Linked DNA regions of Oryctolagus cuniculus: region 1 is linked to region 2. The links are chromatin contacts, called in public Micro-C maps. All regions are on one chromosome and are shown on one strand. Each heading gives the region's core, a stretch centred on a gene start, on an enhancer-like site or on the middle of the called end of the contact. The rest is flanking DNA. Distances are from core to core; before and after follow the strand shown.

Evidence for each region. A called contact is a pair of places that touch in the nucleus more often than the background predicts.
Region 1: a Micro-C map of ear pinna shows a contact between it and region 2, with 7 times the contacts expected there. The contact joins the enhancer-like site here to the promoter of SCN3A in region 2. A contact is called at or near these places in 3 of 6 Hi-C or Micro-C datasets (ear pinna, liver and an unstated tissue).

Annotation. Positions count from the first base shown.
Region 1 is chr3:76,418,010-76,424,903 of mOryCun1.1, reverse strand. No RefSeq gene overlaps it. Among named protein-coding and RNA genes, the nearest start is that of SLC38A11, 57 kb to the left of the region's middle. Within about 2 kb of position 1,728, at least 2 of the 8 cell types and tissues checked have an H3K27ac peak or open chromatin away from gene starts, as enhancers often do.
Region 2 is chr3:76,252,177-76,258,781 of mOryCun1.1, reverse strand. It overlaps SCN3A (sodium voltage-gated channel alpha subunit 3), which reads right to left and starts at 4,941. Exons shown (of 28, transcript XM_070070740.1): 1 at 4,668-4,941.

The sequences.
Region 1 (6,894 bases), core at 479-2,978, 170 kb before region 2:
GACTTAGTTCTTGGCTGAGCAATAATCGTTCCACAATGGTGCAAGTTGGAGCCTTAATTAGCCAATTAAACCTCACTTCCTCATCCTTCCTATTTCTAAATATATATTTTGAGCTCTCATTTGATGTTGGAAAAATTCTCCTGCCTTTGAAACAAAGCCTGAAAATATTATTCAATAGAAATCCATCTGCACAGCGATTGAGTCACAACAAATCCCAGATTCCTGGAATCTGAGAAGGGCTTGTACTTGTCACGTCATCTCTCCCCCTTCGCAGTTCTACGCTGGAGATGCTGTGGGTTGTTTTGTGCAGACATCATTTTCTGTGAGGCTATACTCCGTGTTCCCACATGAGGGTAGCAGAGAGGTAGAGTAGAAGGCCCTGAATAGTGTATCAGAGGCTCCTGAAACTCTAATTTTGGGCGTAGTGTTTTCAGAAACATCTTTTCAAAAATTAAATCACATGTTTTATCTTTTTTAAACAACCTCAGTCTATTGATTTGCCTGCTCTTCTTCTTTAAAAGAAAATCAAACCTGCATCTAAGAATAGATAACGTGTGAATACCAGCTTTCACAAGAGTTGGATCTGGTGTAATCATAAAACATTTTCTACTTTTTCTTGGTAGTTTCAACTTGAAAAAAGACTTTATTTAGCATTTACTCTATTATATTGTCTTGTATCCTTAAGGATAATTATTTTCAGCCTAGTCCAAGCCCTGATGCCCTGTTTTGATACATATGGAAAGACATTTGGATTAAATGTAATTTGAATAAAAGATGAGTGAAATTCCAATAGTTTTTATTATGTTTATGTACTGTCTTTAGCTGTATCTTAGATTGAAAAAGAAGTTGTTTAATAGATTTAAACACCAAGATAAGCAATTATTGCTATTGAATTACAAGGAAAGAGAGACATGTTCTCCAGTGTGGTGACAGTGCCTTTGTTCTCTCTGCCCTGGGTTGTCTTTTCCACACCCCCATGGCAGCTCACTTTCCAGCCACACCCACCCTTTCCCTGATGCACTGCAGCAGGCTCCTCTAGTCTCACCACCAGGCAACCTTCCCTCCCGCTTCTCAATTTTCCATAGCCATTCTGTGCCTCTACTCACTCTGATTGTGCACTATAGGCTTCTATGGGAACTCTGTCTCATTCTTAATTTATCTCTAGCATCAAGTAGTATGTATTTAGAAAGGACCCAATTTAAAAAAAAAAGAAAAAAAAACTGGTATGTTTATCAAGGTAGTGAAAGTGGCAGTGAGATCTGAGAATCATTCAAACGGTGAAGTTTAACAGAGGATTTGTCACCTTCCTGTTTTCGGATCAGGGTAGGAGTTTGATATTTGAAGCTAGACATAGAATGATGGAGATCAATTCTCATTTGACAGTCTTAGGGAAGACCAGATAAACCTTAGGTTTGTAGCTCCTCAGGTAGTCAGTCCTATGATTCTATTATGATGAAAGTCAGGAGCTTAAAAGAAATAGAAGCCTATTTGAGAAGATGCTTTGTGTAGTGCTGAGCATGGAGGGGGCATCCTGTATCTGTTGGGAAACAAAAGAAGCTTAACCTTCCTAGTGATCTTAGCAAAACTCTACAGCTTTCTGGTTGTTAAGGTGATTCTCTCAAGGGCATTTGTCTGTGCTGGAGGTCAGTGCAGCTTGCAGCAGGGTGGGGAGAGAGGAGGAGCTCTTTCTAGAGAGGACTCAGCCCAGCTTGCCTTCTTAGCATCTTGTTGCTAGGCAATGGCTCCTCCAGTGAAAGCTCATCTCCCTCTTTAAAAATGGAGTGAGGTCTTGTTGAGGGGAATGCCGTTTGTGTAAATTGGGCCATATGCAAACAATATTTTGCTCTACTCTTAAAAATTGCCTTATCCTATAAGGGAGACAAATAATTCCTTCTTAAAACACTGTCACTTAGCAACGAGAAGCTATAACTCCTCTCTCTTTTCTGCAAAGCAATATACTCCCTTTTTAATCTTATTGATTTATTTTTACCTTTCCACCCATATGCCTTTGCAAATTGATTTAATGAGATTCAGCAGGGCATTGTTTGTGATAGTATTTCCCTAGACTGCTGAATTAATTTCCATTTGAAAAATTACTTTGAGTCTGCAGCGTCTATCCAGTACCTTGTCTGCTGCACTTAGTACATATTACATAATGATAAAATATAATGGGTTTTCAATTTCAAGGGCTAATATTTAAAGAATATAGTTATTTTCTAAACAGAGTGTGGACAAGTTGTGCTATCTGTGCATTTCTGAAAACTCTATGTGTGGCTTACTAGACTAAAATTTCAACAATCATTATAGAATAATTATCTCTTACAGCTGAAAAATATCCTTAGACTCTAAGAGATTTTAAGCTTATTTATTTTTGAAAGGCAAAGTGATAGAAAGAGAGAGATGAGGAGAAGAGGAGAGAGAGTTAGAGAGAGAGAGAGAGAGAGAGAGAGAGATTGATTTTCCATGAGTTGATTCATTCTCCAAATGCCAAACAATAGGGTTCAACCAGCTTAAAGCCAGGAGTCAATCACTTAACCCTACATGAATGGCAGGGGTCCCAGTACTTGAGCTATCACCTGCTGCCTCCTGGGGTAAGAATTAACAAGAAATTGGGTAGGAAGTAGGAGTGAGACTGGAACCCTGAAATGGGATGTGGGTGTCTCAAATCCCAATTTAACTCACTGTGCCACAATGCTGGCCCCACATAAGAAACTTTTGTATTAAAATTTTAAATTGTTGGTCACTTTCTAGTTCCTACTTTGCAATTTGGTTTTATTTTTTCATCTTGTAAGAGTGTCACAGACTTTGGGGAGCACGTGACAAATAGTTATCAAAGTCAGATTTTGATCTATCTGTTTTTTAAGTCTGGAAGATTTAAATGTTTAAATAATTAGAAAAATGTGCTTATTTTACTAAGGAGTTTTAAAATTCTCTTGTACTTATTGTATAATTTAAATAGTAGGTCCTTGTGTTCATTATGAAGTTCTATTTTTTTCTAATTAGATATAGGCGATCTGACAAAGGATTGTCCCCAACACCAATAATTCTGATTATTAAGTTCACAAACTTTTGAATCCTTGAGTGGGTTTGGTGAGGTTGAAAGGAATTCCTAAGCCACTTAAATTTTTAATTTTTCTTTCTTCCTTCTTTCTTTTTCCAATCATCGAACTTGCATTTGTTGCACCATGAGGGTGAGGAGGGACACAGAATGGCTATGGAAAATCGAGAAGCATTTGTTGATTTTAATCTTTTTTAGCTAGCATATTCTGACAGTGACGGAACTCCAGTTTTGAACCAGCTTGAGCCAGAAAGTTTGTCCATGTAGAGCTGAATGTCTAAAACCACTAGGATGCTTCTTTCCCTCCCTCCTTCAGGTTTTCCCTTCATGTGTCAGCCTCTTAAACTGCCTTTATCTGTGTCTATACCCAGGGCTTCCTGGATCCTGTCTTGCTAGCATAGACAGAAAGGAAAGGCTCTTAATTTACCAATATATGTACTCTAGGAACAAAATGGACAGTTAACTTCAGTCACATACTCACTGGAGAATCTAAACTGGTGGTCATGAGAGCAGAGAAATGAATGAAAATGGCAGTTCGAAATGACTGAAAGAGTGAGGGAGTGAGAGTGGTAGTGCTGCTGGCTGCAGAGGGGGGATAGTAAGCAAATAAAAAGAAAAAGCACTACTACTCCATCACTTGCCGAGTACTCTGAGAAAAAGTTAGATGCATTCTTTTCACATAGAGAACACACCCTCCAATGGAAACAGCAGATTTATAAACTGTTAACTCTAATACAGTGTTATTTGTGCAGCAAATAATGTTTGCACATGGCTCTCTGGGACCTTAAAGAAAGATAAGCCAACTTTCCTAGGAATATGGAGGTAAGACATTAGAGGAAATGTACATAAAGGGAAGTCAAATGGTGTTGCCAAGAAAATGTATATAGTGACAAATACATTTTCATTGCATCTTGAATGATATGCAGGATTATGCCAGGTCAACAAAAGAAGCAGTTTATTAGGGAAATGGGACAGCAGAGACAAAAAGAACAGGGTGTGTTTTGAAATGTTATGGGTTTGATATGGATTAAGTAAAAGGTAAATCCTTGGACTTGCAAGGAAACATCCACAAAAATAAGCAAGATTAGTGTCATTAAGGACCTCTGGGACTGTGATGAGGAGTTTCAGTTTATCTCATATGCTAAAAGAAGTCCTGACAGATTTTAAGTTGAATATAAAAAAATCTGGTTGGCTATTGTGTGGATAAGTAAACTTTATTGTGTATCACTATTCATATGAAATGGAAAATTCCTTGAAATTTCTGGCACAAACTTGCATTTTATACCTGCCTGGGGATCACTGGAAGTATATTATGTTATTGAATTTTCATTCCATTTACTCATTAGAAAGATTAAAGCTGTACTGACCACAGTTTATCTATGTGCCTTTGTTATTCTTTTTTTAATCTCATTTACATGTCAATCAATTAGATTAAGAGAAGAGAGAATTAAAGCCTTTTTCACAGACTTCTTTTGATTGATGTCATTTTCCTGGTTGAGGTACTGAAAATTCAGTTAATGGAAGCTTCATGATCAAGAAATGAAAAGTTGAGAAAAATGCTATCTAGTCTCAGCCAGGAGGGCATCACACAAGGATTCACAAGGAAGCAAAGGCGTTTAAATAATATGCCCTGATATTCAAATTTAGGTGTCTGAATGTGATTTCCATAAGGGGAAGATTCATCAGAAGATAATTACAACAGTAGTGTTCTAGGTGCTGTTGACTGAGAAAAAGACACAATAATACTTCAGAGGAAGCGTTTAGGCTGAATTGTTGAGAATGTCAAGGAAATTAGAGTAGTTCATAGCATAGCATTTCCAGTTATGGTTAGCCTTTAAATTGAATTTGTTTCAGAATCCACAAGTATAATATGCAAATTTTTTATTTGTAATAGCAGAGATGGAAATGTCATGTTAGATCATCTCCTGCCAATGCAAAATAACCCCTGAAGTCTACTTATGGTGACTCTGTCTGTGCTGGTTTATTATGGTTAGCTCAAATTTAGTAGTGTTGGGGAACCATCCTTTAATGTAGAAGGCAGCTATTTTGATTGGACTGTCCTACTAAAAACATCAGCAGAGTGAAATGTCATTATTATGATTTTCAGATAACCCAATTACAATGGGGTGATTCAGCAAGGGTGTTAAAATCAACAGCAAGCTGGCTATGTCAGATAAACTGCTTGAACAACCCTCAAAGTGCTTCATGAATCTTTGATGCTATTTAGGGTAATATGTAAATTATTTAGCTCAGCATGTTCAGAGACTATGCAGCAACACCAAAGCTCAAATGCAATGTGAGTTATTCTATTGAACTTCAAAGACTAATAAAAAATCATGGACAAAATTAAATGAGAAATACTTTATATACTTACTACCAAGAATTTCTTTAAAATATTAGCTGTTTGAACTGTTGAGTTTTTTGTGCATTCTTATTTTAAAGATCTCTAGATAGTGCTCACAGGAGCCCCTCTTGAATTCTCAGTACCTTTGAAGGTACAGGTACAGGGGAATTCTCACAATGCATCCACAATGTGAAACTGACATTTAACCTCATGCCAACATCTGGGAGGAATTTTCAGGAACTATAAGAACCATGGAAAGGGATTTTGCAAGTGCAGAAAATAAGTTTCTAATCTTATGCTATTTTATTTTTTTTAATTTACCTGAAAGGAATAGAAAAACAATATTTTTTTCTCCTTCAAGTCTCCCTGTCACTCTTTCCCTCCATACACACACAGCCCATTGAGGCTGGACCCACAAGAAAATGAGACAAAACTAAATTGCCATTTTAATGTCTTTTTCTCAATCACAGCCCACCTTCCCTTCACAACACACATTGGAAAGGTAGTCGAGATAGAAAGGGTGTATCAGGCAGAAGGAGAGTGATGAAGTATTTCCTCGCTTAACATGTTGCAGCTTGTATTTACATGTCAAGATGGAACCCCTTGGTACCACTGAAAACTATGACCTGTGCATGGCCCATGGCCACTGTATCAGCCTTTCTGTGGCTTGTAAAGTTCCTGACTCCACTGTGAAAAGAACCAGAGTCTAGGGACTGGAAGTTAGAAGGTCTCTCTTCAGTGCAGGGGTGTTGAGGTAGATTCATTCTGAGAGGAGAAGCGTGGTGGGGGCAAGAGGCGTGGGGTCACCACACAGACACTGAGAGTCGGGTGAATGCAGGCCAGAGGTGATCAGCTCATAGACTCATTTTTTTCAGTTGGTATAGCAGCTTATATAGCCGAGGCAGCCAATCCGGTCAAGGGGCAGTTTATGCCCTAACCATCACAGCCTGTTGCCAGGTAGGCTGCATTGCCAGGTGGGTTCTGAAGCCATTCCTGAGTAACTGACACGTGCTTGCCAGCGGCCATCCTGGCATGGCCTTCTCATTCCACCACACAGAGAAATCTCAATCTCAATAGATCAAAAGCTGTTGTGCTTCGAGACTGGGACTCAGAATATATTGAATATATTGATTAGGCCCAGCATTGTGGCACAGGGGTTTAAGTTGCTTCCTGTGATGGCAGCATCCCCTATGGGCACTAGACTGAGTCCTGGCTCCTCTTCAGATCCAGCTGCTTTCTAATATGCCTGGGAAAGCAACGGAGGATTTCCCAAGTGCTTGGCTTCCCTGCCACCCATGTGAGAGGCGTGGAAGAAATTCTTGGCTCCTGGTGTTAGCCTGGCCCAACCTCAGTTGCTGAAGCCATTTGCAGACTGAACCAGCAGATGGAAGACTCCCTCTCTCTCTCTCCTCTCCCCCTGTTTCTGTAATTCTGTCTTCCAAATAAATAAGTATATACATCTTTAAAAATAATATATTTATTTTCCATAGAA
Region 2 (6,605 bases), core at 3,692-6,191:
TTCTGTCCAATTAAACTTTATGCCAACATAGGCTGAGTTCATGTCTAGAATGATAATGTCACTTCTTGGTAATTAGAAGTGAGATCACGTGAATTACTCCAGTTCAAACTCCTGAGAAAGGACAAAATGTTCTGTACAACCCAAATAAGAATGAAGTATATTCTGAATACCAGGAGATTAAAATTCCCAAAAGGGAGCTTCTTGGCAGAAAATGGCCAAAGTTATTTAAAGAGTGACTTCCCATCTTTGAATTCAGCCGTTGAATAAAACAATGTTAAACCACTCTTTAATAATTTAGGGACCATCATTTCTCTTCCTTTGCTCCAGCACAGAGCTTAATCATGTGAAGCGCTCCCTGTATGCAGAATCCTAAAGGAAGACAGCCTATTTCAGTTATTACAGAAATAACTCCAGGCTTTTGAAACGTTTCTCTGAACTAAAACAATCCCTGAAAATTCACTTATGCTACCACTGTCCCGTGTATGTTTATATACTCTGTATTTTACTAGTGTAAATCTGTATGTAAGTTACAGTTGTTCTTTATTCATAAATTGTGGGAAAAAATTCTCTAAAATTATTCCCATGACCATATCATTTAAAGTTCTGAGAAGAAATAGAGTATTAAAAAAAGCTATCAATAGCTAGGGCACATTTAAACTTGTGGTATCTATTCAGATAATTTAAATAATTCTTCAATGGCTAATTGTTTGCTTGGATGTAGACGCAAGGTTCATATACAAGTGCCTATCAGGCAGTTTAGAACAAAATATGCCCTTTCTTATCAAGACAGCAAGAGTTTATTTATTGTATTATTTAGTAATTAAAGATAAAAACTATTTTGTTCTGAAATTGGTGTTTATATATATATTATATCCTATGAAAATGTGTAACCAAAGAATTGAAAAATATTGTCATGTAAAGTTGAATTACAAAAGTGTCTTCCTAATCAGACAAATGTATAAACTTACACAATATGACATTTTCATTCTCAAATTTTATAACCAACTCAAAAATCTGCCTCAAGAAATAGTAATTCAGATGTCAAATTGTACATTGATCTGCCATAAAAATTGCTTATGGGGCAAAATTCAAGTGGAACTAAATGTTTATTCAAAATTCAAATTGATCAAAATTTAAAAACATAAAAGCACAGGAAAGAACTGTTATTATCTTGAATCATAATTCCAGAGTACATGAGTAGTTAATCCTCACAGTTTTGGAAAACTGATAAAACATCCATCACTATTAAGATGAGAATGAACACTATATTTTTAGAAGACAAATGAAACATTAATTCCCAACCATCACTGAATCACCATCTTTCTATATAGAAAGAAAAGAGAAAAAAGTCATCTGCACAGTTCCTCCCATAGTCACATGTCCTTTCCTTCATCAAAAAAAAATGTCAACACTTAGGCTTATGGATACTTTCGATCACTTCAAACCCAGGCATAAGGACTTGTAGAGCTGGGAGTGACCTAATGCCAAGGGAAGTGACTAACAACAACTTCCCCACCAGCACTGGCTAATCGAGAAAGCGTCCCCTCCTCCCCTCCCCAAGCTCTCAGTCATCTCAGAACTGTCTAATCATGATTCCATTAAGTCATCTTGGCTACCATGAAGATGAAGCTGACAGCACAGTTACTTGAGTCAGTTAAAAGAGGCCCAGGGTGGTTGAAGGGAAGGATTAGTAGGCCTGGGGTGCTGAAAGGTCATCGGAGTCCTAGCTCCTGATGGTCCCAGTAGCACACAGCTGTCAGGAGCAGGAAGCTGCACTTAGAGAAAACCTTTGGAGGGCAGCAGGGAGTTTGCAGTACAGCAACAATTTCATCAGGCACAATTTGCCTTTCCGCCTTTTGTGGAATCACTCACTAACAGGACTTAAACAGTAGAGTTTTTACTTTATCACATAACCAAGACATTCCTGGGCTTTGGGCTCTAACCTGGTGGTCATAGAAGTTATTTGGCATTTAACTGTGCTTTTCCATGAAACCTAGATTTCCTTTGTGAATCATCCCTGAGGTCTTCTGTGTAACAGGTAAATCTTACTAAGCCAAAGTGAAATAAAGCTCCTTGCTTCTATTTTGTTAAAAAAAAATAAAATGAGTTTGAAATGGAATCGATGATCACATCACTGGGCAAAAATACTGTCTTCTGGAAGTTATGAGAGTTCTGTGAACTCTCCAGGAAATGCCCAGGATGTGGCTTCTAACTGGTATTACTATAGTTGCATTTTGTTGTCATTTCAGCAAGGACACTCCTCTCTGGGATCAGAACCATTCACTCTTCAGCTACAGGTTTTCTTGGCAGTTTTATTTTATCCTTCCTGTTGTATGGAAAGTGTTTTACAACTGGCAATAATAATAACAATGATATCTGTTCCCTTTGGTGGTTATTTGGGGACCTCGGACCGGGGAAGAAGGAAAAGATGGATAAATATGTTCAGGATCTTTGCTAAGCACTGAATGGACATCATTTTATTTACAAAATCCTGTAGGAGGCATTACTATTCCTATTTCATAAATGATGTACTAGAGGCTCAGAAGGTTTAAATCATTTGTCAAGTAACCACTTCTCCATTTTGTCCCTTGCTGGTTTCCACCACAGAAGGCACTAGCTAAAGACCTTTACAATATCCCTATTTGCCTGCTTGTATCCCCATATCCAGTGCATCATTAATCATTATATATAATTTTGTGAGAGTTAAAGATACATTAAACTATAGTTAAGCTGAGAAATCAACTGGAGAAAAATCAAGATCAATTAGAATCCTGGGCTTCTTAAAATGAAAAACATACTTGTGTATCTTTGACTCTAATTCCCACTTTTTACAAAGAATTAAAATTCACTTCAGTGATAGCTGGTGTTTTTTATGAGGCAACACATCTCATTAGTAGCAGAACTTGAACTAGATCCCAAGACTTCCAGCTTGAGCTCAATAGATGTAACTCTACTACATAAAAAAATCAGTTTTATTCTTGACCTTACAAATGAAGCTAGCATCAGATCCCTTCAAGAAATAAGATACTCAAATCTGTTTGATACACCATTTAAACAAAGCAAGTTTATTTCTAAAAAATTTTCGAAGAGAACATCTTGTGAAGTGAAGACCTCTGCCTTCCTGTGTAGATGAGCAACTAAGATCATTACAGCTATCATGGCCCCTCCCTCCAATACAGAAACATAAAACTAACATTCAGGGCCAAAACACAAGCATCCATTCATGAATGTATACTGCTTCCATCAACCGGTTCTGGTGTTTACACAGAACAAAGTTACTCACATTCAGTCACCTGTACAGAAGCCAGGCGTGTGCAGTGCTCTCAAGTCAATTAACATCCGTTTCTGGGAACCCTTTCAAAAGAAACAGTTTCCTTTATATCCTATAGGAGGCTTTCCTATGAGGCCACCACTATTTTGAAATGTTTTTAGGAGGAGTATTACAGTTTCTTATTGTAAATCTTGAAAATGAAATATCAATATTTTTATGTCATTAGAAATGACAGTGCGGATGCCTCTCAGATTTGATTTTTGAAGCCCTTTTGGCCAGTCCTGGCTGCAAACCTGAGTTGAAAGCAAAGGTCTTTATTATATATACAGCACACGTTCGTCAGACTGAATGTGATGCAGGGTTTCTATGCAAATTCCTGCAAGCACTTATACCCTTACCTTTGTCATCATAAGCTGCATTACACTACCTGTTGTGTATGTACAAAAAGCTATGATTTTTCTAACTTGTATTTTAATTATTACTATAGATTTCCTGTCAAAAATTTCTTATTCTAAGCATGTGATTGCTAAGGGAAAAAATTATGTGTATGCTACAAAATATTTGAAAGACAACTATAGAAATTTAGATAATACATGAAATGAATTATTGGGGTTATTTTGTTCCTGATAATTAATAATTATAGTAATGATGATAATAACCTCTATTAAATCTACATAGAAAATATATGCAGGAATCAGCTTATGGGACAATTCATCAAGAAGATAAAATACTCTTTAAATCAATACATTGAAGATAAAAATTTAATATGAGATGAATATATTAAAAAGAAGTAGCACATTATAGAGCATATAAGGATCATTTATATTAGAAAGTTAAATTTCTTTGAATGGTTAGCGTTGGTGATTTTTTTCCCTCTATGAAAAGATTTTTAGGGAAAAATTATATTGTATTTCCAATAGCTAAACACCTCTATATTGTTATGACTCCCAATATTCATGGCCTCTCCAAAGCTCTTAAATGAAAGACCACAGCACAGAAAAGATAGTTCCAATCTCACTACACATTTATGCCAAAAATTACTGGAAACACTGGACATTTAAATAGATAATATACAAGACATGGAATTCATTAGGCTAGCTTCAAATATAATAAAAATATTATCTCTGAAAAGAACGGATCATAGCATCCGCATGTTTCACAAACACAAGATCATTAGTGCCTCCTCTGTACTCTAAGTCACCATTTCTAGACAGAGGCTCAATTTCCTTTGAAAGATAAAGAAATAGTGAGCAGTTTACACATCAAATGATGCCTTCCGTTCCTGTAATTTACATTCAAACAACATTAGGCTAAAAACAATAGCATGAAAAGGATTTTAAAATGTCCCGGCAGCTGGAGTCTATGGTACAAATAATGAAATGTTTTGTCAGCTTACCTGATAAGGCAGAGCCTTACGAATCACAGCATAACAAAGCCCTGCATCCAAGATGGTCAGAGTACAATGTGCCTTCCCCTGCAGTTCAGATTTTTGGCTAGAGAGGTTTACATATTAATTACAATTTTTTTCTTGTTTTGTCTGTGGACCAGAAAACAAAGAGACCTTTCCAGAATCCTCTCTGCTTATGCCTCCGCTTCCTGTTCTGAGATTCACTCTATGGTACCCAACATATATCAGAAAACAGCTTTCAGGAGGAAAAAAAAAAAAAAAAAAGTCTGGCGGCACTCAACGTAGTACCGCGCCACCTACTGGCAGACAGACAAAATGGACCAACAGGAAAAACATTCGCCTTTACCCAGTCACAGGGAAGAAGGTTAAACCTGTGTGGAACCATGGTTAATCATGAAAGTACTCTGAGAGGGAGAAAGGTGCTGGGGTATGATTTCCCGAGATACTAAACAGAGGCAGCCTACCTGCTACAGAAGTATATGCACAAAGGGAGCCTTCGGCACACTTAGTCATTGGTATCTCATTAAGATTTTTTCTACAATTTATAAATTTGCAGTAGTTTCACCAGTAAACTACTAAAACTTTAAAAAAAACTATTAATTATTTTCAAAAAATTAGCATTTTAGATTATCTTATGCCTTGCCCGTGGAGTTTTGTAAAATGTCTCTTGTGACTTGTTCTCATCTGAAAATATTTTCTCCTCGTGGGCTGTTTTGTCAAAGCAACTAAGATTGTACTCTATGGAGAACCATGTAGTGCAGGCTCACTGATGGACATTCTGTGTGGCTTCCCGGTAAAACATCTGAAAAAAATAACGTGTGGATGTGGAAAAATATTCTATGCTGTACTGAAACCAGGATAATTTAGATCTTTAAATTTTAAATTTTAAATGGCGTTTGTGTATAACATGTGGAACAGTTGAAATTCATCTTACAGGAGACAATTCAAGTCAATGGTTGTATATTATGTGTATAAATCTTTAAAATACTTCAAAATGTATTGTTTGTAAGGATATCAAAGCATACAATATACAGCAAAATAAAAATAACTATTAAAAGATTTCTCAAAGTGCTATTTTTGTTACTTTTAGACTGCTCATATTTACTTTAGAGAAAATAACTAATTTTATTAGTTTATCAAGAGTTAAATATGTTCATATTTATGAAGCAGCTGTATGATGGACAGTATGACGTCAAGCATTGTTAGCTCCGAAGGCAAAGATAGAAACAAACATGTCTGTCATTAAGAAGTTTTTTACAAAAAAGATAAATATCACTGATACAATATTTTCAATTCATGTGTTTAAGCAATATCATTTGCTTAGTTTTTAATTACAGCCCTCACTTTGTCTGATGGCAGAAAATAAATCTAATTCAATTCAAGTAAGCTGAATCACTTGAGACCTTTCTCAAGGACTGCAGGTTTATGATAAACCAGTGCATAATGTTCTTCTTCCAGCTCTGCTTCTCGTGGAGACAATCTAGGTTCAGGAATATTTACTTATGTGAACAGAGCAGAGGCTAGATCTGGCTGGCTGTCTTCTAGGTGAGCCTCCACTGAGGTGTGGAAGCTTGTCTGACCTGGAGGCATCACCATCGCTCCACATCTACTGAGTTCCCATGTCCTCATTTGACGCCAGGATTCCAGTCCATCTGGCTTTGCATGGTAGCATCTTCTCTTTATGACTGTTAGCCGTCTACAGTTTTCTCAGCCTTTTCTCCCAGGTAAAGTTTGTTGCTGTCCTTGGTGGAGGAGGGAAATAAACAAGTAGCATCTTCACAGAGTCGCTTTGCGCTACAGCTGGATGGTGCAAACACCCTTCCAGGCCTTAAGCACTCCAGAGAGCCATGTCTGTTCTACTGGTCCTATCCCTTGGGATATCAGCACTCTGTGGGCTTCAGGCTACAGAGGCACAGTCCATGTTGC